2 separate regions of the Mus musculus genome follow, and region 1 is linked to region 2. Evidence: chromatin contacts called from public HiChIP or PLAC-seq data. All regions are on one chromosome and are shown on one strand. The core of a region is the stretch at or near the end of the contact, and the rest is flanking DNA. Distances in the headings are between cores, read along the strand shown.

Region 1 (5,819 bases), core at 3,298-5,797, 750 kb after region 2:
TCTCTCTCTCTCTCTCTCTCTCTCTCTCTCTCTCTCTCTCTCTCCCTCTCTCTCTCTCTCCTATCTCTGTTTCTACTAATCTCTGAATCCCCCTCCCAATGTCCTGAACAAAGTCTATTCTATACTTTATAAAAAAAAAAATTGTTTATGGCAGCATTTTTCCTACCAGGAAAGTAGGAACAGGGGTGGAGGCAAAAGTTGGAAATTTCCCAAATGTCTATCCACAGAAGAAATAAAATATGCAGGCTTATTAGAAGAAGACAACATACCACAAACAGGTTCCATGCGTGGATGAGTCTTGCAAAGATACTCTAAGTTAAAAAAATATATATTTATCAAAATTCAGTTACTCCGAGTTAAGTAATGTGTTTTAAAATATAATAGTAGAGGTGTTCATCTTGCAAGGAGAAAGAGGGGGCTATTCTCATAAAATGTTAGGATTGGAGTTACCTTCAGAGGAGACAGGAAATGGGGTGGGGTCTCTCAATACTGCTGCTACTCTGTCATTTGACCCAAGAGGTGTTTGCTCAGCTAGTTTTTTTTTTAATTCTTTGAAATTACCATGTGCTTTCAATAACCACTAATACCTGACCTATTTTTCCAATAAAACATGTTAAGAGGTATTTATTAGTCATCTCAGTATAAAAAGGTTTTGCATTCTCTAGGGAAAGCTGTTCTCATATCATATGTTAAAAGCTCAGACTCCAGACCCCACACACCCTGGAGAATTTGAAATGTTCAGGGCAGAGCTGGAGGATCCTCTACCTTTCTCTACAGCATCTCTCTAGAGTGCTCAGCCTTCAGCAGGAATCAGTGTGGTAAAATTCATGGCGCCCACTGCCCTCTTGTGGCCAGTTTTACTACCCACAGGGAGAAGAACAAGGGAACACACATCTGTCCTGGAGCAAGTGGTCTGGCTGGTTTGGGCTGTCTCCTAGGACTTGCTTAGCTAGGCTAGATACCAAAATGTGCCACCTAGAACCCACTAAATTGTTTTTTGTCAGAGTTCCAAGCTTGTTAGCCTGGCTTCTCTTCTGGAAGCATGCTTGCTTCCTTCTGACGATGATCACATCACAGATAGTAGACCCCATCTGCTCCAACGCTCCTACTGCTTGGCTCTCCCTGCCCAGGCAGATCCCACAGTTTAGATTCTGCCTCCCCTTCTGGATCCACCGCATACTGTCTCTCCACTAGCTGCTCTCTTTTTCTACCTAAACCAATATCGATGGCCTGATCAGCCACCTGGGCTGAGGCCCTCCTCTTCTGATCCTGTCCTTTGGAACCCGTGTAGGGAGGACTGCTAATCAGATGAAACTCAAATGCTGCAGAGAGACGATGCCCTCAGATAGAGCCAGCTCTGAATCCAGGACGATGTTGGACATGCTCACTCCTTACTGTCCGCCCTTCCCTCCCATACGCACCCCATTTTATAATTTCATTTTCATTCTTTCTCCCGACCCCCTGTCAGTTTTCAGTCCTAATGAGAAGCCCAGGATAGGCAGATTCACTGAGAAAGCTCACATAGTGGATATCACGTTAAGGAAATATTCAAACCAGATCTCACGGGCAGAGTCCGCATATGTAAGGTCTCCACACATTCACCTGCCTCTGTCCACAGCCCAGAGGCCACTTGAATTCTGAACTTAAACCCCTACTGTTATACCTGGGTATTGACTTCAGGTCAACTAGTCCCTGTAGTTCCTCCCCAAGAGGCCCTTAAAAGACAGTGTAGTATAATGATTCAAATTAGTTTTGTAATGAGAATTGAATTGGAATCTATGCTTGCTGATGAAAGACTAGATGGCCGTAGGCTCCCAATCGAACTGTTTATGAATCTCAGTCTCCTCATCTGGGAAACTGGAAGACTATTTTACTCCGAGATTGCGTTAAGGTAGAGATGAAACTCATGTTTATTGTATTTCACATACATAAGAGTAACCGAGTGAATATTGTTACCGCTCATTATGAAGTCTGGACCTTGTAGACCTCAGATGACTATATCTCATGGATAAAGTCCTTTGTAGATCTATACTTGTTCCCAATACTTTTCTGAGTAGTCAGCTCCCTGGGAACTCTCTTGGGAGGGCTCAGATTTGACACTGTGCTCCAATGTGATACCACTGAATACATTCTCCTTCAAGGCTGGCACAGTTCTGCCCTTGAGGCTAGGAACTGGCCTGGAGCCTACAAAGCTCAGTGCTTCTCCTAAGTCCTTATTGATCTTCAGCCGCCTATCAACCAGTGAGCAACACTCACCCTTCCTCTGCTGGATCCTGTCCTTCCTCAACCCCATCTTACTTTCCCCTGCCAAGATCATGACTGTCAACCCATCCATTCAGGGTTGCTCAGTCTGGACCAGAGAACACTACGTCTTCAGTGCTGAGAATTGAACCTGGAGTCTCACAAACATTAGGCAAGGGCTCGAACACGGAACTCTATTCCCAGCCCTACTTTTCTAACCAGGAGTCAGAGTGAGTGTCATCTGCTTTAAGCACGGTGATTTAATACCTCCAAGAAACTGGGCAGGCTGGAGGACTGTGGAGGATGCTACCCTACAGCTCATCACTTGGCCGTCAGTATTATTTCCCAGCTAAAGACAGTTAAGAATGTATTTAAAAACAAAACAAACAAACAAACTCCGTCTCCTACCATGAAAACAAAATAGAGACACCCCAAGACCTATGCTTCTATACTCCCTACTCAGAGACTCCAGAGAGCAAACCTTACCACCTCACCCTTGGGTACCATTACTTTTCCATATTATTTAACTTCCTCAAATCCAGCTGCCCCAAAAGCTCAAAGACTCCATCTTTCATCTTGTTGCATCCCTAAATACTTGCTCTTCTTTTGTCAGGATGTCGCATGAACTCAAGTTCTAGACAGCCCTTTCAGTCACTCATCTCTGAGAACCCCATGTATGTATGGTAGACATGCCAACAACTTCTGGTTCTGAACAACTTCTGTTCTCTTGTTATTCAACCTTTTGTTGCTCTGAAGAGCCCTACATAGATGGAGAAAGAGTTCCCTTTTCCTACAAGAATGGTCAGGTTCAGAGAAACAAGCCAACAGGCATGTGCTGTAGAGCTCTGTCAACAACTCCTCTGTGCTCTGTCAGAGTCAGCAGCCTCGGCCCCTGCCCTCAACTCTGCTTTCCTGACTTAGTGATCCCTCTGCCTCACTCCTCAGTCTCTGTGGTGAGGAACTCCTGACTCATGTTGGACTGTCTAGAGTCAACAGTTATAGAGCTGCTGAAATAGCCCATTCCTCGGGATGACAACATTGAGTCAAATTCATATCCCGAACGTTTGCTAGACTAATTGGTAAGGGTTTCTTAAATCCTCTCTCTGCGCTCCAGGACAAAGAGCTGGGAGCATTGCTGAGGACGTTGTGCTTTATGTTCAATGACAAAATAAAAACTCTTATCTATTTTTGGACAGTGATAATCAGACAGCCTGAGTTCTAGGCTAAGATCTGCTTCTCCTGGCCATATGACCTTGGTAAAAATTATGTTCTGAAAGTTTCCTACCTACCAACCAAGAGGGCTGGGTTGGATGACCTGCTTTGATAGGTTAATACCCTGCTCACCAGCATGCAAGAGGGTTGGACTTAGTCATTTGGTGTCACTGTCCCTTTGAGAAGGCCTCCAGTCATTCAGATAATACCATCCTCCTTATCCATCAGTAAGCCTTACTTGTTTAATACACAAACTCCATAAATGACTTGCTTAAGGACACAAAACGAGTCATTTTCAGAGGCCTAAACAGCGACTTATGCCTCCCTGCCATTTTCCTTCCATTAAGACAGGAGGACAGAAACGATTCCTGCCATATTCCCCCTCCACTAACATTGTTTATTGTTAAAACAGTGAGCAGGTCTTATGCCTGGGCGGTTCTTGTGCCTTGTGTCCTTACCTGAGCAAACAAAATAAAAGTTTCATGCGAGCAGTATAACAGACCTCAAACTTAACCAATCAGGAACTGCCATCTAAGCTCTGCTAGGGACTTCCTGCCTGACCATACCCAGATAAATCAAATGCCTGACTGCAGACAGTCAAGTGATCTCTCTTCTTTGTCTCCCAGTTCAGGGACTCTCTGAATCACTTCCCAACTCCCAACGCCTTTGATGTCCAAATACTCTCTGTGAAGTCTACTTAGTCTGAAGCTTTGAACAGAAGGCTTTTTTCCTCTATGTTAAGCTTCCCGTTAACTGAAATATTACATTTCAAAGGGAAGTATACTTAAATGCATGGACCATCATCATTCAACACTTGCTTTTAGCCTGCATGAGAGAACATTTACAAACTGAGAAACTATCGGCTCCTCCCTCCCCCCACTTTTAAAAAAAGGGGGGCTTTATTATCAAGACATGGCTAACAGACCATTTGGAGACTGGAGAGATAAATAGTATGTATCAGAGTTTTATTTAAGAATCAGTGTTTTCCATCCAAGACTTACTGGCTACCCCCCCCCCAAATTAATGTAGGCTCAGCCCTGAGTCACATTCTCAAGGCTACCTCCAGAAAAAACACTGAGAGCAAATGTCTTTTCTCAAGGCAACATTATCTTATCTTTGACTTTGTTTCCTTATTCAAGGAGAGATCAAATAGCCTGTGTACTGTTAGAAGCAACATAGTAATCATAACTTCCATATATCTTTGTGAAAAGAAATTTGAGATTTTCTAAGAGCTCTGCCCAGGAAGTTTTTTCTTATTGTGCTTAATTACATCACCGTAATTTTCATTCACAGGGCCAGTTTGTCTGGGAAAGTCCTGAATACCCTATCCAGGTAGAAGAAGACCCAAAGGTTCCCCTAAGCCCCTGTGGATGGAGTAGAGGAACATGGGCTGTAGACGGGTAGAAAGGGCTAGAAACCAGAATATGCATGTGGTTGGGACAGAAAAGGAATGTCTAGACCTTGAAACTGAAAGTCACAGAGCTGACCACAAACATGAGCAGTTGAAGCCAGAACGTAAGCCTACAGACAGGAACAGAAGTAAGGACTGGTGGGCAGAAAACCCCGAGTCATTAGAAGCAGATGAGCACACAGCACGATGCTTAACCCTCCTGAAGGGCTCTCAACTCACTCTCAGGGCAGGACAGAAAGTGAAAGGGCGAAAAGAGTAATCCAGACTCAACTGTTAACACAACTGTCTTAGGGTTTTTCTGCTGTGAACAGACACCATAACGGAGACAGCTCTTATGAGGACATTTAATTGGGGCTTGCTTACAGCTTCAGAGGTTCAATCCATTATCACCAAGGTGGGAATATGGCATGCATGGTGCAGGAGGAATTGAGAGTTCTATATCTTCATCTGAAAGCTGCTAACAGAATACTGGCTTCTAGGCAGCTAGGATGAGGGTCTTAAAGCCCACACCTACAGTGACACATCTACTCCAACAGGGTCATACCTTCTAATAGTGTCACTCCCCGGGCAGAGCATATACAGAGCATCACACCAATAGAGAGAGGCTGCAAAACTGCAAACCCTGAGCTATTTCTAATGGTTATTTAATATCCTCTATTGTTTACTATGACATTTGCTTAAAAATTAATAAAGATGCACAGTGACAGCTGTATATATTAATAGCTGGATACTGATATTATTCTAAAGGCTCATCTTGTGCTACAGGAAGTATTTTGTTTTGTTGAAGGATGTTTTGGTATGTCTCTAAGGCTAAAATAAAAACATAGTAATCTAGCTTTGATAAAAATCAAAGCACAGTATCCGTAGTGATATAGAGGGCAGATTGGTCATCCCATATATGCCTCTTTAGCATAAGGCTCGTTAGAGCTGATGGTAAGAAGACACCCCTGCCTAT
Region 2 (5,805 bases), core at 3,299-5,798:
CAATTCATTATACCTTTCTGATTTTAAAAAAATAATTTGTATTTCTCTTTAGCATTTTAGGATCAACGTAACCTAGCTGCTAGTAAACTTGTAAGCAAAGCGGTCTCTGCCTCAGCTACTTAAGTTTGTCCATCTAGTGTGAAAGCAGCTCAACGCGCAGGCAGGTCTGGACTCCGCAATCACCTCACCTCTTTAGCTGGCTGAATAGTTAAAGTGGACTGGACTTTGCGCATTCCTGCCCCCTTCCCTCAATAACTCTTCTCTTTCCCTCTGAGGCAAGGACAAGATTTCCATCCGAATTGATTGAAATGCTCCTTACACCACAGCTCACACCATACCAGTCTCCCAGCTGTGTCCTTAGACTAGTGGTGAAAGGCATGAGGAAGTTCAACCCCCTCCTGAGACTGAGTTAGAACTTCCTGTCAGTACTATAGTTCAGGTTCCACCACATGGGTGGGGTCTTTATGATATGGAGTCCCTAAACTACTGGAAAAAAAAAAAACTAAAGAGAATGCCAGGGTTCCTGTAAAAGTGTACTTACAATTTTGTTGGTAAGTAGGCTGCAGTGTCGTCCTTACTTCTGATAATGTCATTACATTTATCTAGTGTTTGAAAAACTGTGTAAGTATCCCCAATGCTATAAAGGGCTGCAAGGTTTTTAGCTAACAATTTTCGAGTAGGTGGTCCAGGTGAGCTGCTTATTAATCCAGTTAATTGTTCAACAAGTTTTTTCTGTTTTTCTTTTACATCTGTCTGTTATTAGAAAAGAAAAAGACCATAATTTTTCCTTTGTTACCCTTATTGTTTTCTAGTAAAATAATAAATAATACATATAGTGCTCTAACAATTAAAATCTGTATTCATTAAGCGTAACTCACAAAAGAAAACTTTTACAAAAATGAAAACCTCAGTAAGAAATGATCCAGTCTTTCCTATATTCAATCCTCATTCCCTTCCATGTCTAAGTTAGATTATAACTAAAGTGATAAGTGTATGAGCCTAAAGTTTCCAGACCACCCTAGTAAGTTAAATCACATAGTAGACATATAGATGACTGATTTCTAAGATTTCCCCTATCAAAGCAGATGCACTTGTCCATAGAGTTATGGGTTAGCAAAAGAAACCAGAGAAAATTTGAAGAGATATAAGCAACAGAACATAATTCCAAGATTTATGCATAGTCAATATCTAGTCAATATCACCCATTTACTTAAGAAATACCATGCAGTTCCTACATGCCATGTACCTAAGGCTTTGGGATCAACAGTGCACAAAACAGACAAAGTCCTTATCCTCATGACATTTACATTCTGGGTGGGGGGCAGAATATAAGTACGTGAGCGGTATGAGAAAACATCTCTCTCTAAGGTGAAATGGTAGCTAAAAGAACATCCCAGGAGCCGGAACAAGATGTGCAAAGGCTTTGCAGATGAAGTAAGAGTCACACATCTGAGGACAGCGAGGTTAGGTGAGCTGGATGGAGTAAGAGAGAAATAGTCAAAGATGAAGTCATAAGAAAACAGACGATGGTACAGATACACTGAAGAACATGAAATGTATGCCGAGTGACAAGCAGAGAAGGGTTGTATTCTAAATATTCTGCCCAATTCATTTTGACCATTCAAACTATGGATGCTATATATGTACATATATACATACACATACATATATATATATATGTATATATATATATATGCTATGGTGAGCAATTAGAAAACTATTACAATAACCCAGATGAGAGACACTGAAGAGGCAGATGATGGGAAGTAAATGAATTCTAGATATGCTTGTGGGTAACTCTCTTGACAGTTGCTAATCAACATGATATAAGGGAAGGGAATGACTTTAGGGGGTTGGCAAAGGATAGATTTGAAATCAATAAATTGGTTTAAATGCATTAACTCAGAGATGTTTGCATATGTGTGGAAAGGAAAGGAGGGTGGAGGGAGAAAGAGGGAGAAGAGGAAAGGGGGAGAGAGAGAGAGAGAGGGAGAGAGGATATGAATGGATCTCACACTAGCCTTGAATTCATCACATAGCTGGGAATGACTGTGAACTTTCCTTTGGAAGGGAAATAACAAATGCCTAATTACAGAAGATTTAAGAGACAAAAAAAAATCTAGTTAAAGGTTACCAGGGTATCCGTGTCTTTCTATTACTGTCTTTCTAGCAATTAACATGATTTTAACAGGCAGCAGCAACAACAGCACATAGCACGAGTGTACAACGGCCACAACAACAGGAAAAGAACCTGGACGAAACCTGAAAGCCAAGGGGGAAACCTAAAATGGATTCCCAGTCTTTCAGTCAAGAATCAATCTGCACCTAGAAACAGAAGGACTTCCTAGTTGACTGCCCGAGGCTAGACTGGAGTACACCTGTCATGCCCAGCATTTCGGCACTCAGGCAGCTAATGCAGGACGGCTGGATGTTTGAAGCCAGTCTGGGATACACAGTGAGCGGCAGGCCAGCCAGGAATAACTAATAAAACGATCAAAGTAAAATCAAAGCCAAGAAACGAACAAAATCTTCTACCCTCCTTTCCTTCATTCTAGAAGAAAGCTAAAGGCTTGCTTTCTGGGGGGGGGGGGGAGAGACAGGACATCTTTGAACAAGAAGGATCAGGCACAACTGTGGGCTGAGGTCACTGTACTGAAATAGGAATTAAGTGAATGTTTACATAATGAATGTAAAAGTCTTGAGGCTCCCTATCCTGATTCCCACACAATTCCCCACATTCACCTCAGACAACAGAGTAAGAAGACATCTTCTAGGGAACAATTGGCCTAGAGAAGCATACTAGGATGAAGGTCAGGACTAGCTCATTGTGACATTCAGTTTGTAAAATTCACCGTTTCCAGAAAACCTTTTAGGATTCACTCTTACATCTTCTCACTTGAGGAAAGCATCTACTACTAACAAAATAAAGAAAACATGTACAAAACAAGCTTGGATTAAAGAGGCTGTGTAGGAAGTAAAAGGCAAAGAAAAAAAATCTCTTATCACAGAGACCTTTCAGGCACTGATGATTATAAGTGATGTTTTAATCCAGTCACACTGCGCTGCCTAGACAGATATGAAGCATGCAACAAGCAGGACGTAGACAAGGTTTGGGTTTTATTGCTGACTAAGAGAAGGATAAGGTAGAAATTCCCATAGTATAACATCCTCCAATTCCTTAGATGAAAGACTCATAACATTTTCAAAACACAATGCCTTCAATTTTCTTTATATCAACCTATGGTGAGGTGGGCAATGCTTACCTTGTTGGCAGCAACTAGGACTTTATCAAGAAATCTCAACCATTCAAAGATGAACACGGGTCTCTTTGCCTCCGTGATCTGAGCCAAAGCTTCCTCATTTAGCAATAAACTGTGAGCTAGCTCCATTATTGATGTTCTTAATTCACACCTTAAATGAACAGATTCGTTTTTTAAAAAAAGAGTAAAATATATTCTAAGGAATTTTTAATTTATGTGTAGGAGTGTTTTGCCCAAATGTATGTATACACATACATACATACATACATACACACACACACACACACACACACACACACACACACACACACATATATATATATACAGGGTGTTGGCTCCCCCTAGAACTGGAGTTACAGATGGTTGTGAGTCATCTTGTGGGCGCTGGAAATCAAACCCAGGTCCTTGTCAAAAGCAACAAGTATTCTTAATCACGGATTCCTTTCTCCAGCCCTTACATGTAAGGATTTCTTAAATATTAAATGTCAAGTTTCATAAATGCAACCACTAAGCTAGGGAAAGAAAGCGTGGTTTCATTTCTCATTAGAGAACTAACTTTGAAAGGACAATGATTTAAAAGAAAGAAAGAAAGAAAGAAAGAAAGAAAGAAAGAAAGAAAGAAAGAAAGAAAGAAAGAAAGAAAGAAAGAAAGAAAGAAAGAAAGAAAGAAAGAAAGAAAGAAAAAACTGGCGATAAGAATGGAATGAAAGGAAAATGTAAATACTGCAAAAAAGGCACTATTCCGGGGCGGTTGTTTCCCTGTTAGAACACAGGCTATTAACTCATTCTACCCTGAGAACCCCGAAGCACCGAGCTCAGGCGTCTGGGGAGCTTTCTCCGCCACCCGTCCCTCGCCACCGGGACCCAGAAGAGTGACCGTAGGGTTCTGATCGGCGGAGGCGGGCCCCACGGGGACACTGCGGCAGGGGCGCCCGGGACAACCCCTCGCCCCGGGAATGCAGTGCTCCGGGTCTGGATGCACCGGGCCGCTCCGAAGACCCCGACAACTGAGAGTCTGCTGGAAACGCAAACCGGGGTCCCCGGGCCGCCCTGGGATGTCAGCCTCCCGTCGTAGGAGTCCTCGAGCTGTCAACCCCGAGGCTGAGGATCCCCGGCCTCAAAACTCGAATTCCCTCCTCAGCCCTCGGAAAATGTCCTGGGACCCAGGGATGTCACAGCCTGCAGGCTCTGACAGCGCGCGAGACCGCCTCACCTCCTGGTCTAGTCCGAGCCGAGCAGCCAAGCTCCGCTCTGCCGAGGGACCCGGATGCCCCGCCTCCCAAACTCCGGCCCTCAGGAAGCCGGGAGACGACGCATGCGCGAGACACAGGTCCTGCGGACCGGCCCGCCCCCACGTCCTCTTAGCCCCGCCCACCCCAAGTTTCGAAGCGAATCGGCTGTCGGGGACGAGTGGGATGTTTGTGGGTCCTGCGCCAATTGCACGGCGCATGCGCAGCGCGACCTCCGCGGAGCTGGTTCCGGGCAGTAAAGCTCCGGCTTCAGGGTGTGCGGGCGCTCAGGAGAATGACAGAGGTCGGTGCAAGTTGGCTGTGACTGCCTATCACAGCGTCAGCTACGCCCCATCCGTAAGTGGTCGTTTTGGTGGGAGGGTGCAGGAGGGAGGAGAGCGGGAGGGAAGAAAGAGCCTGCGATGCCCGAGGCACCCACAGGAGAGTTAGCCCAGCTCTGTGTGTTCTGTAGCTCTGCTTCAAACTCGGTGCTCAATACTGAAATACGCTAGCAGCACCTATAATCGTCCTGTTGAGAAAGTGGTTGCTCCATTATTTCGGAACAGGCAAAGCGCTTCACCTAAACTTGCTCTGGCTCTTTGACACACACCACCTCCAACCATCAACAGATGCTGCGTGATTTACCCCCTCAGACCCAGAATCCTGACCACTTCGCTGTTGTGACTCTTAAGTGAGGGGTCAGGCCACCAGCATCCCTACCTGGGTTATCTATCGACTTGTGGAGTTTATTCTTATATTTGAAGGAAGTGGATAATGCTAGTGTATGTTGTCCTCATAGGAGGGGAACCTTCACATTTTAAGACCCAATTCCTTATTCTTTTCTCTCTCTCTCTTTTTCTTTCTTTCCTTCTTCCTTCCTTTTTTTTTTTTTTAAGATTTATTTATTATATAGCGTTCTGCCTGCATGTATGCCTACAGGCCCAAAGAGGGCACCAGATTTCATTATAAATAGTTATAAAGCCACCATGTAATTGAACTCAGGACCTCTAGAAGAGCAGACAGTTCTTTTAACCTCTGAGCCATCTCTCCAGCCCCCTTATTCCACTTCCTAACATAATGTCCTCACTATTGGTAATTAACTTCCTCAAACCGTATCATTTAATGAATCTACAGTGCCCCCAGCTGTGAAGTTTCAGTGTGATTTTATGTGAAAATTATATGTAAAAGATGGAATAACTATAAAAGGCAGAGCTTTAAAAGTAACATGTAATCCCTTGTACTTTTGTAAGTGTGTGTGTGTGTATTTTTACACAGGTAGATCATACTGTCCTCGAACTGCTGGGTGCTGAAATCAC

What was found. HiChIP or PLAC-seq counts read pairs in DNA pulled down with a chosen protein or histone mark.
Region 1: an H3K4me3 HiChIP or PLAC-seq map of bone marrow-derived macrophages shows a contact between it and region 2, with 7 times the contacts expected there. The contact joins the enhancer-like site here to the promoter of Heatr5b in region 2. A contact is called at or near these places in 1 of 39 promoter capture datasets (embryonic stem cells), 4 of 15 datasets of contacts at CTCF or cohesin (the NIH/3T3 cell line, large pre-B cells, pro-B cells and 1 more), 5 of 484 Hi-C or Micro-C datasets (adipose-derived mesenchymal stem cells, cerebellar granule neurons, cerebral cortex and 1 more), 11 of 115 datasets of contacts at active chromatin or transcription factors (the 230-238 cell line, the NIH/3T3 cell line, Th17 cells and 8 more) and 2 of 9 other capture datasets (adipose tissue and liver).

Annotation. Positions count from the first base shown.
Region 1 is chr17:79,579,629-79,585,447 of GRCm38.p6, forward strand. It overlaps a transcript of Rmdn2 not described here. Among named protein-coding and RNA genes, the nearest start is that of Rmdn2, 33 kb to the right of the region's middle. Within about 2 kb of position 4,548, at least 48 of the 459 cell types and tissues checked have an H3K27ac peak or open chromatin away from gene starts, as enhancers often do. A contact at or near this core is called in bone marrow-derived macrophages, where this site is marked.
Region 2 is chr17:78,830,833-78,836,637 of GRCm38.p6, forward strand. Heatr5b (HEAT repeat containing 5B) reads right to left here and starts at 4,549. Exons shown (of 36, transcript NM_001081179.1): 1 at 4,474-4,549; 2 at 3,264-3,411; 3 at 542-753. The coding sequence starts at 3,389. Gpatch11 (G patch domain containing 11) reads left to right here and starts at 4,684. Exons shown (of 10, transcript NM_181649.6): 1 at 4,684-4,846.